2 separate regions of the Mus musculus genome follow, and region 1 is linked to region 2. A link is a contact called in public Hi-C data. All regions are on one chromosome and are shown on one strand. Each heading gives the region's core, a stretch centred on a gene start, on an enhancer-like site or on the middle of the called end of the contact. The rest is flanking DNA. Distances are from core to core; before and after follow the strand shown. Region 1 holds the start of Spred1 (sprouty protein with EVH-1 domain 1, related sequence). Region 2 overlaps Aqr (aquarius).

Region 1 (3,630 bases), core at 357-2,856, 3.0 Mb after region 2:
AAGTTATATAAAGAAACCTCAGTGATCCACGGTATGGGTTTTTGGTGCACGGCTGGCTGGGTTAGCGCCTTTATTCCTTCGTCAAACACACATTAGGCACTCTTATGTGCACAGTACTGTTAGCACATTAGTGTGTACTCATTCGGAGGAGAGCAGCAATTCTGAGGCTTCCTGGAAACCTTTGGCTGAAGAGTGACGGTTTCCTTAGGAGGCCCGCTGGACTTCTTCCCTTGGAATTGTTCTATCTCTCAAGGTGGCTGGAACAGGAAGCTTCCTTCCCCGGGGGTTAAGTAAACTTGAGAACAAAGTGAAAAGCCTATCGCAAAACCGCCTAGGGAGACGCCACAGGAACTTAGGAGCGCTAGGGAGTCAGTCCCCCAGGCCATCTTGTGTATAAGCTGACTTCTTAGAGACAAGATAATAGAATTTATAGAGCTAGGAGTTCCTAGCCCTCCGGTCACAAAGATCCCAGGCTCCAGCCCTCAACCTTAGAAGGTTCTTGTGCAAAAAAGATCTTTTGGGATGATTGCATACATTGTCCTCTGACAATGCAAACGTGACAGCTGCCTATCCAACAACCGTTCCGCCTCTGTTCGCCAAAGTTCGTGCCACACAGGCTTCTCCTGCGCTATAGTTATGCAACCTCGCTCGCAGCGGGAGTTATTTCCTGTGCTGCTGGATGCGCCAGATTCATGTAACCCGCCTACCCCGGGCTTCAATGGAAGCCGTTCTCCATTAACAAGCACTCGTGCTTCCAGAGATGAATGCCCAGCATTGCATGCTGTTTGCGCAGTGAGGATCGCGCTGCGAGGTATTGAAACCAACTCTTTCTACACACACACACACACACACACACACACACACACACACACACACACACACACACACACATCACACGCACACAACTACCCTTGTGCAAGAAGCAAGGGAACTGCAGCAATGCAACTAGAGGGACAGCAGGAGGAGCTCGCTTTGCAGTCCTGGCCTGTAACCCCCACTAAGAGATGAACTCATGCCAGTTCCATTCTTTGCAAGAAAAACACAACACACGCGCGCGCGTGCACGCGCACTGAGCAGTACGGAGTGGCCTCCCGATTTCTTCCCCGAGCACACGGTGTGCTGCCCGCTTGTCCCGGCAACCCGGATATCCCAGGCCGAGTAACGGGGACTTGAGCGTCGCAACAATGCCAGTCCCGGAGCAGCTCGGCTCACAGCTCCCACCCCCGCCCCCTTTCCTCGGCGTGCCAAGAGTTTGGAGCGCGCGCACGCACACGCGCGCGATGCAGTGCAGCGACATATCCCTCCGCCACCCTCCTCGCCCCGCTCCCGCTGCCCGACGATTTGGGAAGCGAGGGGAGGAGGGAACTACTTTCCTGAAACTTGTTATGCTGCCCACGATCCAGAGCTGCAGTGATTCGACTGCGGGCCGCGGCTTTTAGGTTTCCCCCCGACCCCTCAGAGGCCCCGCGCCTCCGGCTTGCAGCCGCGCCCCACGTCCGCCCAGCCGCACCCGCGCGAGCCCCGGCGGCCCAGAAGTCGCGAGGGACTACTTCGCCTGCCTCTCCCGCGGGCGCCCCCGGTTCGAGCGGCGGAAGGAGCGGGCGGCGTGAGCGCTTCCGCCGCCCCCCTCGCGGCTCCCCTCTCGCGGGCGTGAGGAGCGGGCCGCCGAGCAGCGCTGATCTCGGCCCTCGTCGCCGCCGCTCGGCACTGTGCCCTCGGGCTCCGACGCTCGCCTCGCGCCCTGCCTGCGGCCCCTCAGCTGGAGCGCGTCCGAGGCAGCCCCTGAGGGCCGACCAGGCGCGCCGCGCGGGCAGCCGGCGGCCAGGCGGGAGATGGTGCGCGGCACCTCGGCGGGACCGCGCCGCCTCCCGCAGCCAGCGCTCGGCTGCCCCCCGCCGGCTCCCGCCGCCCGCCCGTCGCCGCGCCCCTGAGAGCAGCACCGCCTCAGCCACCGGCCGCGTCCCCCTCAGCGCCCGCAGTCGCCCGCGCCGTCTCGGCTTCGCACTCGACCTCGGCGCGGCAAACCGCTGGGGTCGCCACGGCCGCGCTTGCTGCCGCCGCCCCCCTGCGGGGGTGGCCGGGCTGCCCGGCTCGCGGGGCACCGCTCCGAGTGAGGCATCCACCATGGTGAGGCCCCCGAGCCGCTGCCCGCGCGCCCCGCCGGCCGTCGTCGCCCGCCGCCCCTCGGTGCCGCCGCTGCCGCTGCTTCCCTGCCTGCTGTTGCTCCTCCATCTCCTGATCGGATCACGGTGAGGGAAAGATGAGCGAGGAGACGGCGACTTCTGACAACGAGTAAGCGAGCCCTGGCCTGGTTGAGCCCGGGGGGCAGCCCCCTCCCCCCAGCCCGTCCCGCCCGGGAGGTGATAGATGCCCGATGTGTCGGGCCATTTTCTTTAATGGCAGCACCCCTTTTCATTCGTGCATTTTCGCCTCTCTGCTTGGGGAAGGGTATCGAGTGCAGTGCAGAGGCGGCGTAGCAGTCGGACGTCTCCGAGACAGAGTAATAATGTGGGTAGCTCAAAGTGGAGTAGAAACTACCCTTTGCCTGCCCTTCACTCCGGCGTCAAACCCGCCCCCCCTCCCCAAACACCTTGAACATCCAGCCACCCTGCCTCTACAGCTATTTCGCTCGGAAACTAATGTGTGGGAGCACCTCCAGCCGCAAACTGCTCTTGAATCCTAATTCGATGACTCAGTGACTCCTAAATACCGATTAAGCCTTCGCCCCCCGCCCCACTTTTTAAACTTATGACCTATACTATTCTAGTAAAAAGATAGGGTTAGGGAAACATTTTAAGAATTAAATAGGATTAAGGACACCTGGAGTGTGGGCGATGTTGAGCTATTGTGTTTTTTTATTATTATTTTTTTAACCTTCGAGAGTATTGAACCCGTCTTAATCAAGAACAGAGTAATTAAAAATTTTGAATGCTAGGGTTTGGCTTCCGTCTGTGATAAAGTACGGTTTACATTGCCGAACGCGTTGGTGACTTCATCAGAGCTTGATCCATAAGTTTTTGCTTTTTTGGACTGTCCTTAGGTTTTCCAAATGAATCACCGTGCCTTTTAAATATTTTGCTTTAATGTAGCAGCCTCTTGAAGGAATAATGGGGCTGTAAGAGTTTCCTGTTGAGAGTTAATTTGGGGCCGAATTTTGGTGTCTGTTTTTTCTGTAATTGAATTCAATTTTTGTTTGTATTTGGAGGGCTATGAAGAGTTAAATGAAGTCTAGTCCTTAGGATGCATTCCTTTAAATAAAGTGCATTCCTCAAGTCAGATCTTTTCGAGAAGGCTTTAAAGGCCCGTTTACCATAAAATAGCAGAAAAATGCCGAGCAACGCCCCCCCCCTTTGAAAAGCACGCATTGAGGAGCGGGTGTGGAAGGAGGTGGATTGCTGCAGTCAGTGCAGTCTAGAAGCAGAAGTGGCCGCCATGTTCTCTCTTTTTGTGAATCGCCCTCATTTGCATAGCACACTTCATTCATAAAAAAAATAATTAAACATCCATCACCTTGGACAACTTGAAAGGCTTTCCTAAGAAAACCACTCGAAGCTTGTTTGTCCTTGTGTAGATTTTTGGGTTCAGGAAGTGAGGAGAATTTGAAGTTTTAGATTAAAATTTGGAACATAC
Region 2 (3,209 bases), core at 508-3,007:
ATTAACCAAATGAACTCGAGCTGGATCCCAGCTCCTCCATTTATAAGAAGTTACTATAAGCGTCTTAATCTGTCTCCTTTTACTAAAACAGCGGAAGTATCGGTCTCTAACCAGGGTTCCATGGTGACGAGAAGGAGTACTATAAAACTGCATCAAACTCCCTGGCATATGCCAAGAGTTTAAGAACTGTAGCATCTATGTAAAAACCTAACAAATTCCCCAAATAGAAATTATGAACCCTGGACTTTGTTTTCATGTTCCTTCTAAGACTCTCCCATGATCTGAGAATGCTCCTTAATCCCCGGTCTGAGGCTTCTCTACTGTAAATGAGAGCCTGGCTGAGCTGCACTCCCTCTCATTAATGATATCTATGCACGCTTGATCTCCCAGCAGTGCATCTCACACAGAAACTGTGATTTCTAATTAACAAGGCCAGAATGGCGCACGGCTTTTCTATGGGAATCATCCCTGGGAAAGGTTTCTATTTCTTTTGTTCATAAAAACTTCGTATTGGTACCAACAGCCTGACTTGAAAGAGATTTTCTTGTCAGAAAAGAGCTCAGGGAATTTTTAGGAAGCGTTTGCAGTTACAGACAGTGACAAGTGACTTGTAGGAGGACAGGCAAAGACAGACATCTAAGGCACATGCTCAGAGCAAACATGCAAAGAAAAAAGTAGTTTCCATTCTGGAACTAATCTGAAGCGCTCCCCAAATGACACTCAGACACCTGTCACTGGGCCTTAAACACCTGTTACAAATGCTTTGTCTCTGCTCTCCACATTTAGCATATTACCATCATCTTCCTACAGGGAGGAATTATGCTCTCTGTCGGGTACAAGAACAAGCTTGGAAAGTAAAGCCCGGAACGGCATGCCTAATACGGTTCAATATGAAGAAAAATCAACAGACACATATGCCTATTTAGTTAGTTAGTTCTTATTTGTTTTGCTCAGCAATGAAAATGTCTGAAATAGATGAAAAGCTACTTAATCTTATAACAGAAAAACTAACACTTTAAATCCTTTTGTTTTGTTTTGTTTTGTTTTGCTGGAAAAGCAGGAAGACTGAGCAAAACCAAGGCTGGTGCGAAGGCAGTGCAGGCTCATCAGAGTGTTGGTTTTGGAGGTTAACCCAGCAGCCATAAGCACACATGGTGAAATAACCAGTTCCTGGTTCTGGTTAAATGTTCACATATGGGTGTACACGCACACACACGCGCGCGCGCGCACACACACACACACTCGTGCGCGTGCGTTATCTGTAAAGGTGAAAACTGTCAACACTTAAGGAGCCATAAGTTAGTGACATGGCTAAATATTTGACATAAATAGTCATCTGTTTCAGAAAATGTTGTATGAAAAGGAGGTGTCCCGACACAACGCAGTGGACTACATGTCCAAACAAGGTGAAATGAAGACAATACTAAAGAGTTTTTAAGAAGTTATGGAATTCCTTGAATTCTTTCGTCCTGCGGTGCTGGTATAGTAGTCACTATATTGTGTAAGTAAGCAGTCTCTACCACTGTGCTATGTCTACCTCCACATTAATAAAATGTACCTAGTTAACAGTCACGTAATTTAATAGGTCCAAGAAGTCTTCTGAGAGCTCCACAAGGTGCAGGTGAAGAGTCTCCGTGCTCCCTCCTGGCAACAGGAGAAGCCCACTGCATGAGAAGCCCATTCATTCCCTGATTTGAACGACTGTGCAGTGGTGCGCTATGTACAGGGTAAGCCAAGCCCCACCCCAAAACCCAGACAACAGCCACAGCAACAACAGTAAAAAGTCACCACACCCAACCACAACCACAACAAAAAGCTAGTTTAGAAAATAAAGACGACTGAAGAATTGCTTAGAATTCTTAAGCCACTTAGAAATCATTTACTGTATTTCTAAGTTACTGAATTTATAGTATCAAGGCTATGACCTGATACTGAATACAGAATTTTTGAATAACTGCCTTTAAAATAACACATGGCCACGGTTATTAACATGCACTGTGTCTAGCTGTGGTCTCTTTGAATCTCCAGAGCATGAGTGCAGGGTGACACAGAAGCTGCTCAGTGCCACAGCGACTTCCTGCCGTAACGGAGCTTAAAGGTTTGAGAGGTGTGAGAAAAGAAACCACAGACGTGAAAAACCAAGCCTGAGGCCTGGCCCCCCAAACCCCTAATTTAATTAGTTCCAAACACAAGAGGCAAAGTACTGAGCCCGAACTCTAGCAGTCAGTACTGTTTATATCACTGAGTGACTCAGAAATGTGGGAAAAGCCACAGGAGAAGTTATAAGACAGTTAAATATTAATGTTTACCAGCAATTCTAGAAGAAACTCTTTATCAAAAGTTGTGTCTTCATTTTTAGGGAGCGTTGGCAAGAGGCAGAGGTATGATGCCACCTGGTGGAGTGTGTTTGAACTGCAGAATGGAGAAGATTTATTCAGGTCATTCACCTTTCCTCTTGAACCCTGTTTTCCTATTGATTATCTTAAAAAGTGAAGATATCCCTACCGCACAGGCAGCAAAACAAACAAATGGACAAAACCCCAACAACAACAAAAATGAGAAACAGGAATTAGAATTTTTGAATTCTGCTAAAATATTTAAAGTATTTTCATGGTACCTGAATCCACTGACAGATAGCACGGACCTTCTACCACTGAAGCTACCACTGCAGACCCAGCCGAGGCCCAGCAGCTCCTGTAGCCCCTCCTCACTCCCACATGCAGACTATCCAAAGCCAGGTTCATTTAAGAACAACATTAACGAAACAGAAAATGTTTCTACTGAAAAAGTTACCAACACCAGACTCTCAAAGAAACATTTTTAAAAAGAATATAACATAATGTGAAATATGCATTTTGCATATAATTTGCTATGTGAAAGAATAAATTATGCTTCTTTTTTCCTTTTATTAGTAACATTTTTCTTTCACAACACAAATGTTTTGTCTTTCTCTAAAATCCCTCTTTTCTATTCTGAACACCAGAACTGCTAATCTATTTTCGACTTTTTTGTTTTTTTCCAGGCCAAAGAAACAGCTTTTGACATTGACTGTGTAATGCACTGACAACTCAATAGGAAAGCCACCCAAAGGCAGCACAGTGGGCACCAACGCAGCCTGCGCAGACTCTGAAGAGCCACGGCTTGTGGAAGTACAGAGTAAAACAAAAAGCAAATAAGCTACTAACTACTACTGTTCCCCAAAAATAGAC

Evidence for each region. Hi-C and Micro-C count contacts between places; a contact is called where the count stands out from the background.
Region 1: a contact with region 2 is called in a Hi-C map of CD4 T cells, with 3 times the contacts expected there. The contact joins the promoter of Spred1 here to the enhancer-like site in region 2. A contact is called at or near these places in 2 of 39 promoter capture datasets (hippocampal neurons and liver), 1 of 484 Hi-C or Micro-C datasets (CD4 T cells) and 2 of 115 datasets of contacts at active chromatin or transcription factors (VIP interneurons and large pre-B cells).

Annotation. Positions count from the first base shown.
Region 1 is chr2:117,119,465-117,123,094 of GRCm38.p6, forward strand. Spred1 (sprouty protein with EVH-1 domain 1, related sequence) reads left to right here and starts at 1,607. Exons shown (of 7, transcript NM_033524.3): 1 at 1,607-2,292. The coding sequence starts at 2,261.
Region 2 is chr2:114,143,319-114,146,527 of GRCm38.p6, forward strand. Aqr (aquarius) reads right to left here. Exons shown (of 35, transcript NM_009702.3): 14 at 2,310-2,412. Among named protein-coding and RNA genes, the nearest start is that of Mir7002, 5.6 kb to the right of the region's middle. Within about 2 kb of position 1,758, at least 45 of the 459 cell types and tissues checked have an H3K27ac peak or open chromatin away from gene starts, as enhancers often do.